Regions from separate parts of the Rattus norvegicus genome. Here region 1 is linked to region 2. A link is a contact called in public Hi-C data. All regions are on one chromosome and are shown on one strand. Each heading gives the region's core, a stretch centred on a gene start, on an enhancer-like site or on the middle of the called end of the contact. The rest is flanking DNA. Distances are from core to core; before and after follow the strand shown.

What was found. A called contact is a pair of places that touch in the nucleus more often than the background predicts.
Region 1: a Hi-C map of the A7r5 cell line shows a contact between it and region 2, with 3 times the contacts expected there. The contact joins the promoter of Abcc5 here to the enhancer-like site in region 2. A contact is called at or near these places in 3 of 12 Hi-C or Micro-C datasets (the A7r5 cell line, Schwann cells and hepatocytes).

What each region holds. Positions count from the first base shown.
Region 1 is chr11:93,974,135-93,980,303 of GRCr8, forward strand. Abcc5 (ATP binding cassette subfamily C member 5) reads left to right here and starts at 4,151. Exons shown (of 30, transcript NM_053924.1): 1 at 4,151-4,246.
Region 2 is chr11:93,926,302-93,932,234 of GRCr8, forward strand. All of the region lies in intron 2 of LOC120095699 (a long non-coding RNA gene), which reads right to left. Among named protein-coding and RNA genes, the nearest start is that of Rps15al2, 16 kb to the left of the region's middle. Within about 2 kb of position 2,095, at least 10 of the 93 cell types and tissues checked have an H3K27ac peak or open chromatin away from gene starts, as enhancers often do. A contact at or near this core is called in the A7r5 cell line, where this site is marked.

The DNA of each region.
Region 1 (6,169 bases), core at 2,901-5,400, 50 kb after region 2:
GGGTGGGAGAGGGAATCAGGAGGGGAATGAGAGGATTTGGGGTTGGGAAGAGACCTGGGATAGGAGAGGCACCCAGGAATCAATGGGATTGCTCCCAGCTGTGACATACAGCGTTGGGGATATGGAGCCTGAGAGGCTGCCTTCTATGGCCAGTCAGTAACCGCAGAGTGATAGGGATACCCACCCACCCACAAAAGTTTCAATCCAGAATTTACATTATCTATAAGAAAAACAGGGATTAGGGATGGAGAAGAGACTGAGGGAACAGCCGACCAATAACCAGCCCAACTTGAGACTCATCCCACGGACAAGCACCAATCCCTGACCTTATTAATGATATTCTGTTATCTTGCAGACAGCAGCATGGCTGTCCTATGAGAGACTCCACCCAGCAGCCGACTCAGGCAGATACAGACACCCACAACCAAACAGTGAATGGGGCTTGGGGATGCTTATGGAAAAACAGGAGGAAGGATTGCAGCCTGGATTGGAACTCCACAGGAAGACCATCAGAATCAATTAACCTGGACCCTTGGGGCTCTCAGAGACTGAACCACAACCCAAAGAACACATAACAGCTGGACCTACGCCTACCGCCACACATATGCAGTAGATGTGCAGCTTGGTCTTCACGTGGGTCCTGAATAACTGGAGTGGGGGCTGTCCTAAAAGCTGTTGCCTATATATGGAATATGTTCTTCTAACTGGGCTGCCTTGTCTGGCCTCAGTGGGAGAAAATGCACCCAGCCTAGCAGAGACTTGATGTGCTAGAGTTGGGGGAAACCCTAGAGGGCCCCCACTTACTCAGGGGAGGAGTGTTGGGGGAAGGGTTGTGGGAGGTGGGTGACTGGGAGGAAAGCAGTGCTGGGGATGAAAACAAATGAACAAAAACAAACAAACAAACAAACAAACAAACAAACAAACAATCTATCACTGAATGTAACTTAGGTACCAGAGCGCTTGCACATCATGCTCGGCTCAGTCCCCAGCACTGTGTATCACTTGTAATTCCAGCACTAGGGAAATAGAGACAGGAGGACCAGAGCTGCGGGTTTCCTTTGCCTAAATAGCAAGCTCGGCTTCTGAGATCCCAGAGATTCTGCCTCAACTAAGCAAAGAAAAATCAGTTATAGTTTGTGGCTTATCTTTTCAGTTAAAGACATCTTGCCTGTGTTAAAGCCTGTGTAACTGTCTAACCGTTTTAGGTTGCTAATGTTGCTACACGGAAACCTTCTCATGCCTGAGTTGACTGCATATTCTGTGCTTTGAAGCTCCTGGGAGCCAATCACAATAAAGGTCAGTTAGAACTGCTTTTACAGCAGCGAGCCACAGTGATCCTGGACCTGAGCCAATGGCCCGGCAGCACTTCCTGCACCTGTGTATGAGCTTTTACGTTTTTTGTTTTTTTTTTTTTTTTTTTTTTTTTGCTTTTGTAAGCTTCTCCTGGGATGGACCCCAACATAAGAGAGACGCCTGCGCCAATATAAGAAGTTATTTGAAGTAAGACTTCCGTTTCGAGTAGGGATTGAATAGTTTTAAGTTCCTAAGAACTCCCTGGGAGTTGACGTTCTACATGGCAGAAAGAGATATATGTACATGTGTAACCGATATCCTGGTTGGTGAGTTCAGACATGGGTATTAGGCGATGTGAGTTGTTCCACCAGAGATGAATACCCCAGCCAATGGGAACAGGAAAAGTGTACAACAGAGAGAGACATGTTCCTAAGGAGATCCCCTATCCCTAAATCCTGATTGGTGGAACAATTTGGCACACATGTTTGTGGATTTCAGACTTAAAAGCTCTGTAGCGCTCAAGGTTGCAGTCACCTTCTGAGTCTGGTCTTTGGCCCTGATCAATCAGTACTGGGGCAAATGCTCAATAAATTATCCTTGTCTGACTGAGGTCAGTGTTTGTGTAGTTTGTCTGCCGATTCCTGGACCCCAAATGTATTTTTTTTTATTATTTTATTAGCTTTTTGTTATTGTGACAAATACCCAAGAAAACATCAACTTAAAGGAGAAAATACTTATTTTGGCTCAGATTCTCATCCATGGTGTACTGGTTTTGTTACTATGGGCTTGGCACAAGGCTGAACATCATGGCAGGGAGCCTATAAAACAGAAAGGGGCCGGGGCTGGGGATTTAGCTCAGTGGTAGAGTGCTTACCTAGGAAGTGCAAGGCCCTGGGTTCGGTCCCCAGCTCCGAAAAAAAAGAACCAAAAAAAAAAAAAAAAAAAAAAAAACCAGAAAGGGGCCAGGGATAACATACATCACTCAAAGGTATACTTCTAGTCACCTACTTCCTTTAACAAGACTCCAAGTCCTAACATTTCACTAGCTTCCAATAGTGACAGGGAACCATGCATCAATCAATATTAAACCACTCATTGAGTCAAGAGTCTTCATGATCCAACATCCCGAAAGGTGAGCTCTGAACACTGCTCACTTCCTGAGCCTTCTGGGGATACTTAGTGTCCACACACAACGCCCATCACTATCTTTTGTCAACCTTAAGAGGTTCTCCCCTATTCTCAGATTCATAAGGGTATTTCACGTTTTCTCCAAAAGTTTTCAACTTCACAGTTTGCTTCACATTTAGATGTTTGATCTGCCTGGGACCTGGTATTGAGCAAAGCGTTTCCTTTTATATGGATAACCAATTGTCCTAGTATTTTCTACTTGCTTCGTTTCCTTGCTGACTTGTACAATTCTGTTACACATGAAATTTACAGTTATGCAGAAGTCTGTTTCCTAGAGACCTCCCTCCCCTTTCCAGTGTCTAACCATGTAACTCTGACTACCCTGAAACTCACACAGACCCATTTGCCCCTCTGCCTTCCCAGTGCCACCGTTAAAGGTATGTTCTACAATGCTCCATCTCGCCTTTTACTTTCTATGTGGCCCCGGCTGGCTCAAATTCACAATTCACCTGCCTTTACCTCCTAAGTGCCGGGTTGATGGAAGTACGATACTCTACCATGCTTTTCCTACACTATAATTTTACTTGTGCGTGTATGTGTATATGTATGTGTGTTGTGTATATGTGCAAGTGTGAGTGCCCATTCTCACCTAGAAGTCATAAGACAGCTTCGGGCATCCTGTTTTACTCGGGTCTTATTGTCTTAAATTAAGGTCTCTCCTTGCCTGTGCAGCTTGCCTGGTTGCCCCCAGGTTCAAGAGATTCTTCCGTTTCTGTTCCACACAGCCCTAGCCTCGCAGTGAAAGCGCAGCCACACCTGGGTTTTTCCATGGTGTGGAGGATTCGAACTCAAATCCTCATGTTTGATCTGCATGCGCTCTTAACCACTGAACCATCTTCCCAGCGCCTAGGCTATTAATTCTACAGAACCGGTCTATTACTCCTTCTGTGTGTCAAGTAACGCCCTGTCAATAAGTCCAGCCTTACGGCAGTGTTGACAGTAGCTAACTAGGTAGTTGCATGGTGGGCAATCTATTTTGCCTTCTGTTTAAGTCTCTTAATGAGTAACCATAAACAAACCCTGGGGGACTCTAAAGGTGGGGAGGCACTCAACAGAGTAGTCCTTATATTACGATACTAAAATAGATAAAATAGAAAAATAAAACGACTAATGCCCCCGGAGCTTCACTTTTATTTATAAAAACTGATTAACATATCATTTTGACATCCCTTGGCACTTTGGAAATTCCTTAGAAGCCATGCAGCTGTGATAGAGAAGACAGCCAAAGGTATCGTTCATTCAGAACGTGGAGGACTCATGCACCAGCTAAGTGACACCACAGCTTAGAATTGGGGTTGAACAGAAGCAGGCTACGATGACCTTCACGATGTTTTCTGGCACGTGGAACCGCCGCATAGATTTGGAAGTTCTTGACTTTGAACCTCTGGTTGCCAGAGAATACAGCGCGACCAGCCACCCCGACCCAGCTGCCCAGCCCTGGTGACTCAGGACGGCAGAGAAGATTCCAGACCCGGTATCAGAAGCCGGGAAAGGATGGGGCAGCACGGGATGCGTGCGGGCACGGTGAGCAGCCTGCACCCCCGGGCATCAGCGGTGCTTCTGGGAAACGTAGTCTTTTGCGGTGTGCGGCGCCGGGGGCTGCCGGATGAGGGACTACGATTCCCTTCGGTCTTGCGCAAGCTTTGTGCATCGCGCTTGCGCATTGTGGGGGATTATGCCGCTATAAAGGCTTGTTTTGCTCCGGGTCCGATGTTCGCGAGCGTGCCCGGGCTGTTTGCTTTCGTGTGGGGAGGCTGGGATGCAGGTAGGTAGCGGTTCTTGCCTTTTCCATGCAGTGTCGGATGCTGTCACAGGCTCACTCCTTTGGGCTCTCCGAGGCGTGGTGGGAGATGGGAAACCTTGGACCGGAGAAACGGGGCCTGTCTCGCCCTGATCTGCGCCGTTCCGGGCTTGTTGGCGAACTCGCGGGCTGTGCCCGGGGTCTAGGTGTTAGAAAGCCGGAGGGGAGGTTTAATGGGTGGTCGCGGCAGGCTCCACTCTCGGCGCGGCCACCAGGGGGAGCTGCGTTCGCTCTGGGTGGGTCGTGGAGCCTGTGCTCGCCAGGCCGGGGCTGGCGTGGGAACGCCCTAGGGCCGGGTGGCGGAGCTGTCCAGAGAGAAGCCCCAACCTCCCTCTGGTACTGGAGGCTGACTGTCAGCCACCCACTACGTAAGTAATTTTCTACGATTTTTTGTTTGTTTGTTTGTTTTTGTTTTGCGACGTATGTGGAGGTACGTGGCATCAGCACGCACAGCGAAGCTGAGGCAGAGCCAGGATGGGAGCCCAGATCTCCTGTCACCGGTGTCCTTTTCAGTGCTGACACGCAGAGCAGCTAGTGGCTTTGTGTTTATAACACCTGGATCTGGTGTTTTCATACAGATGTGGAAGTTCGATACAGACGGGCATAGGAATGACCTGGGAAGTTTGAGTTCCGAAGGGAGAAATGGATAGGTTTTACTGGGGTCTCTGGAGTAAGTGACAGATGAGGGAGTTTGGAGGGAAAGGTGGGTCCTGGGGGCGTGGTAATTGGACAACCTTCAGCTTCCTTGCTTCTGTAGCTGCAGGACATGAAGAAGCTTCCTGAGGCGCCTAAAACCTCTGAGAGATGTTGTGATAACATAACTTGGAAACAGCAGTTTGGCTAGTTACAGTTCTCCAGTCCTACGCAGTGCCCCTCCCCCTGCAGAATCGTCGCGTCCACCCCTTTATCACTGCAAAGGGAATTTTTAAGCAAAACCAGGCGGCCCCCAACCCCATCAGTTTTGGGTTGGGGTATTAATGCGAGAGCCCTCACTTCGTTTATTCTCCTTTCTCCCTTTACAGCTCTGGCTTAGATGCAAACATGGGGATTTCCTAGTCCTGATACATGAGCCCTTAGCTTTGGATCTGGCAGGGCTGGGGACTACATGGTTTATCCTTGAGCCTAAATTAGCTTTAGTTTTTAAACAAAGAGTTTACATTAACTGCAAGGGAAAAGTCCAGAAAATAGGGAAGTACTAATTGCTCGAGTTGTGCCAGAGAGGGGCCTGGTGTAGTAATCCTTTCTAATGGATTGCTTCATACCCATGTTCATTCCCCACGGAGCACTACTCCGGCCAGCCTCTGTGTGTTGTGCCCGTCGCATCCCAGACACACAGAAGGTGGTGTCCTCCTTGTGCTCAGTGTGACACTAACTTTATGGCTTCTCAGGTGTTTGCATACTTAGCGCTTACCTTTTTCTTTTTTTTTTTTTAATGAAAGTGAAGCTGTAGCAATGTTGTAGCTCACAGGGGTCAACAGTTCCCCATACCCTTCCTATAGAAACTAACTTTGTCTGGAAGGATAGGGGTGTTAGAATAGGCCACTGAAGTCCCATCTCATCTCGCCATTCAGGAAAACAGTTGTTTTCTGTCACAAAACTTACCCCGGGTCTTTGCCACCACAGCCTGTGTGTGTATACATGCTACAGGTTCTGATATCATAATATATGATTGAAAAAGCATTGCCTCCTAAAGCCCTTCGATAACTTCGCCTGTTCTTGACGGGTTTGGTATTGTGACTGGGTTCCCTCGGACTCCTCCCTTTTAAGCTCCCCCAACCCTCTCTTGCCTGATTTTGAAGTAGCAGTAATCTTCCTCTTCCAGAGGACAATGGCAGATGCCAGATCTGTTTATAGCTTAGCTTTCGTAAGGCCTCTGAGACACGAGCA
Region 2 (5,933 bases), core at 845-3,344:
ATACGTTGAGGTTTGGTCTGTTGCTATGCATCTAATGCTAAATTCTGGCTGGTCCTGGTTGTCTCAGGCGTGAGAGAATCCTCACACATGCCAAGTGATGCTATGCAACCTTGTTCCTTAGTTTAAAACTGTTGGTTGAGTAAAGAGGCAGAAGAGAGATGGGGGAGGCAGGCCATGAGGGCTGGCCAGCTGGAGTTAAGAGCTGACCAGAGGGAACATGATTCGTTATAAGTTGGGGTTATTGATAGGGAAGTAGAAACCAACAGCTTAGAGCGTTGATATCTGCCCAGCTCTAGTGCTTTAAGGCTTATCATAATATATAAAGGTTTTGCGTCTTTTATCTGAGAACTGAGTGATCAAAGGCAGGGTAGAAACCCCCTTTGAGATTAAATGTTTACTACAACAACATACTTCTAACCTCTCAGCTCTTAGGTAATTTTACATATGTACGATTTTGGTGGCTTTTGGTGGCTTTCAAATTTTATCTCTAAAGAATGTTAAGAATCTTCTCACGGCCTTTGGCCTGAGGTCCCAACCCGGGTAAGGAGCTATTTGCATTTGATAACAGCTGGGCTGTTTTATCTTCAAGGGTGTAACTCCTGGTAGGTCAGTCACTTTCCGGGGGCTGGCCCCACACCCAACTATTTGGATAACATAACTTGAACTCCAAGAGCTAAGGGAGCACCAAGTTGGGTAGGTAGGAAAGCAGGGGTGGATGTAAGAAAAGCTGTAGGATATACATCAAATACATCTTATAAAAGTTCAGGGAAGTATTAAAATATTTTTAAACCTCTTCCCTCCGTTTTTTACATCACTTCGAGGTTGTACTTTACTTGGGATTGAAAGGTTACTGTTGTGCTGTAGAAACTCACGGGTCAGAGAGAAGTATCTAAACTCTAGGTCACAAGGTATCCTGAGCCTGCGTAGGCACAGATAATTACCGTAGGGATCTGAGAGAAGTGTTAAAACTGAAGGTTCCATACCATTCTGGCCTTAATAAGCACAGAGGTGGGAAGACATACCTCGTTGTCCATCTACAGTGCTCGAAGATTCAAGCCTCTGACCCTGCCAACAGGAAGATAAGCTGGATCCCAGGGTAAAGGCTCTCTGCCTTTTTTTCTTTGCATGGATTCCATGGGTTAGAGTTCCAGAACGAATAAAAAGGAGAAAGGGTGCTGAGCCATGCACAGCAGCCATTGCTTTTAGGTTTCTCTCTGGATGCAGTGTTACCCATCTGCCTCATGCTCCTGCTGCCAGGCCTTCCCCACTGCACCTTGATAGGATGTCCCCTCAGACTGTAAACAAACCCCTCTTAAGTTACTTTTGTTATTTAATTATAGCAACAAGAAAAGTAGCAATCACTGAGCCCTTGCCTTCGGCTACTTTCTTACCAGACACTCATTTACGCCCCTGGGGACCTAGGCCTATTTTACTCTCTTTATTTGTCACCATTGAAGTCACAGATGAAGATGTAGAAACTGAGCTCCTCCTGCACCATTCCTGCCTGGATGCTGCTATGCTCCCACTTTGATGGTATTGGACTGAACCTCTGAATCTGTAAGCCAGTGCCAATTAAATGTTGTCCTTATAAGAGTTGCCTTGGTCATGGTGTCTGTTCACAGCCATAAAACCCTAACTAAGGCATGTGGATTTTTTTTTTTTTTTTCTGAAATTGACTTGTTTTCTACTTTTCCAGTTCTGGGAAACAGAAACTTAGGCCTAGTCTCCCAAACTGTCAGTTTGCAGCCTGCCATGGAGTCAGCCTGTCTCCAGCTGACTCTGTCCTCTCATTACCCACTCTGTTTGTAACTGAGTCAAATAATTGATTCATCGGTTTTTTTCCTCAAGATCAGAATCATTAGCCAAGGGATCAATTGGGACCTAAGAATTATGAGTTATTGCCAGAAATAGGGTTCTTTTTGACTTAGCATCTCAACATTGTATTTTTCTCCTTCTATAGCTGCTTCCTGCTGAGATTAGGATGTTGTCTTTTGGGAGCCCAGGAAGGCTGAAATGCCAGTTAAAGGCTGGGCAATGGGGCATTTATTCAAAGCATCTGGTTAGGTGACTCAGCTGAAAGACAGGGAACCAAGCATATCACTGGAATGGCTAATCCTCAGCTTTCAGTGAGTCAGAAATCAGCAGTCTGCCGTCCTCAGGCAGTCCCTGGGTGTCAGCCAGGTGAAAATCTGGGACAAATATAAACTAGGAACAGAAGTTAAAATTTGCCTTAGTAATTGGGAAAGGTAAGAGAACTCAAGACCAAGGGGAAAAAAATCCCACTCTCAACATTAGGCAGGCACACTCATCTGAATTCCGTCTGGTCTGTGGTGAGTATATCCAAACCTTATGGCTTCTTTTTTTTTTTTCCGGAGCTGGGGACCGAACCCAGGGCCTTGTGCTTGCTAGGCAAGCGCTCTACCACTGAGCTAAATCCCCAACCCCCCTTATGGCTTCTTGACTCCCCGAAGCCTTTGTGATTTTTAGTTACAAGAGGATATACATTATTCATCACTTTACTCACATAAAATAAATTAATTAATAATTAATTCTTTAAAAAAAAAAGAAAGAACTTGGGTTCAGCTCCACTTAGTTAGCCAGTGGTAACCTCTGGAGTCTGTTGTCATTTATTTTATTTTATTTTATTTATTTTTTTTAAAGATTTATTTATTTATTTTGTATATGAGTACACTGTAGCTGTCTTCTGACATACCAGAAGAGAGCATCGAATCCCATTACAGATGGCTGTGAGCCACCATGTGGTTGCTGGGATTTGAACTCAGGACCTCTGGAAGAGCAGTTGGTGCTCTTAACCACTGAGCCATCTCTCCAGCCCCCGTCATTTATTTTAATTAAACACATTAAAACGTTGGAAAGTTTCCTTCTGACAATTATCACAACCAAGCATCAGCCATGGTTACATCAAGACTCTTACAGAGTACACCTCTTTAGCAAAGCACCTGTAACTTTTCTTTTTCTTTTTTTGACATGAATGGGTTCCATTGACTGAGAAACAATGCTCAGGACTCTGGGAAATTTGAGAAGGCTAACTTTACAGAATAGCAAAGGTTACCAGGCACTAACACATCCACTCACACTTCTGAATGGAAAAAGGCGTGTCGTCAATTTCTTTCACTGAAGAAAAGGTGTCTAAACATTGTTTTCTCTAGTGCCCTTCTGTGAAGACCTAGTGTCCTTTTGTCCTTCTCTTCCTCTCCCTCCTCCTCTTCCTCATTTCTGAGTGTTTTGCCTTTTTTAATTGAAAAAAATTATACAATATATTTTCATCATGTTTTCCCTCCTCCAATTCCAGATTCTCCATACTTCTCTACCCACCCAACTTCATGTTTTCTCTCTTTCTCTCTGTCAAATAAACAAAGTAAAAAAAAAAACTATAAGAAACACACACAACCCCCCCTTCCAAAAAAACCCACACACACACAAAAAGAAAATAAAAGCAGATAAGCAAAAGAGAAATAAGACAAAAAAAAAAAAAAAAAAAAAAAAAGCCCAAACAAAGCAAAATGAGACAAAAAGTCTACAAAAATACCAATGGATTTGTTTTGTGTCACTGTAAGGCTCGAAGTGAGTCTTAACTACCGGGAGACCCCCAAAGTGAGACACGAAAATGGAGTTCGATGCAAACGCAAGAGGTTTATTTTTCTGGCAACCCTCGTGGCGAGTGACTAGAAGGTGACCTCGGATGGCTATAACAAGCAGTTTTTATACCTTTTAGGGCTACAGGTTACATCAGCAAGGTTACAGTTTAAACTTATTGGTGAGCATATTGACCTTTGAGTCTATCGGCTAGGAAGCATAAGACATGCATTAGAACTCTATCTGGGGGGCTGGGGATTTAGCTCAGTGGTAGAGCGCTTGCCTAGGAAGCACAAGGCCCTGGGTTCGGTCCCCAGCTCCGGAAAAAAGAACCAAAAAAAAAAAAAAAAAAAAGAACTCTATCTGGGACCAGAGGGTCAGTGACTATCAGTCAGTACCTTCTGTGGTTTTTCAAGAATGTTGAGAGCTGTGGGTGGAGAATGGGACTTGGCCTAGCCTTGACCCCAGGCCGGAAGCTGGTACTTCAGGTCTTGACCTGAGGTGGTGGGTGTAAGACTGCCAAAAGCCCCTAGGGTCCTTCAGGGCCCTGCCTGAGGTGTGGTTAATAATACTCAGTGAAATTCCACTGGAGAAAATGTGTTTTCCCTTTGCCAACAGGTATCAATTGCAAATAGCTTTCTTGGTTAGGGGTGGGGCTTACGTCTACTCCCCTGTCTCAGTACTGAGACCCTACCTGGCTTGAACCTCTGCAGGCCTCTGTGTGCTATCACAGTCTCTGTGAGTTCATACGTGCCCCAGTCCTGTTGTGTCTGGAAGACACACCTTCCTTAGAGTCATCCATCACCTATCTTAGTCTTTTCACCTCCTCTTCCACTTAGAAGCCGGAGTTTGATAAAAATCTTCCACTAAGGACTGGGTACTCCAAAGTTTCTCACTCTGAACATTGTCCACTTGTGGGTTTCTGTGTTTCTTATCTTTTGCAAGAGGAAGCTTCTCTGGTGAAGGTTGACTGAGATCCCATGGCTATAGCAGTGCGTCATTAGAAGAAGATAACAGCATTAGGATTTCCTATAATCCCATGACCTATATAGTCTCATGTTCTTGGCTGTTTTAGTAGTGTCAGGAACACTTTCTATCACAGGGGGTGGGCCTTAAATCCAATCAGAAAGTGGTTGGTTACTCCCACGACACTCGTGCCACTAATATACCAGCATATCTTGTAGGCAGACCACTGTTGTAGGTCAAAGGAGTTGTGGCTTGGAAATAGAATGATCATCTTTCTCCTTCAGTAGCATGTATTGTACTTCTAGGACCACAGCGCTAGTTGGGAGGGGTAGAGCTTTTAGTTAGGCACCAGTTTAATGTGTCCATGTCCAGTGACGTAAGTAAGTGGTGTCTTCAGTAACAGGGCCTTACCATCGGGTTGTGGAGAGTAACCAGTAGCCTTGGCAAAACTCTGTGATGGTCGGGGGTTCTCTATGTGGCTCCTGTGGGTAACAACAAGATGTAACTCGTTCCGGCACTGGAGGTTTGGCTTGGCAGTAGACGATGTCTGGTTAGGGCATTGTCTGCCGCATTATTTGGCCACTTCATGTAGATTTCTTCATATATGTTTTAGGAAGCTATGACCTTTATTGTTGGTTGTTCCCTCCATGGTTCCTCCCTATTCTCTCTGTAGATTGTTGTCTATTTGCAGGCGAGGGCTGGCACAACTTAAGACAAGGCCTGTGATTGGGCAGTGAAAAAGTAAGGTGGGGACAGAGTTTTGAAGGGAGGAGAGACGGGGAGGAGAAGAGGACAAGAACCAAGATGGAGGCAGAGAAGGACGACCCAGATCTGTGTGGCCTTAAATGGCCACAGGTAGTTATGAATATTTTTTTTTTGGTTCTTTTTTTTTGGAGCTGGGGACCGAACCCAGGGCCTTGCGCTTCCTAGGTAAGCGCTCCACCACTGAGCTAAATCCCCAGCCCATGAATATTTTTTAAGGGATGGATTTTTATAGGTCAGCTTATCTAGGTGGACGGTTTGTATCATTATCGATTGGTGGGGAGTTTATTGTGTGGAGGTTTTGTGGAGTGCAAATTTACTGAGATAAATCTGGCTGCTAAATTACAAGCTTATTGAGTCTCGATTTTAATGGGTTGCTGGAGGTTGATATTATAACCATTGTGGGGGGAGAAGGTGGGGATGAGAACAGAGTTCCGTGGCAGAGAGCCAGGAGGGCAGCCGACGCTGGAACTGGAGAATAGCTGGAGATAGCATGGTGCCCTAGAACCGGCCGCCACTGAGATGAATGTACTCTGCTAATGCCAATGATGCCAGTTAGTGAGGGTTTGTGGATATTTTTAATATTTACCGCAACAGGCCATCCCCTT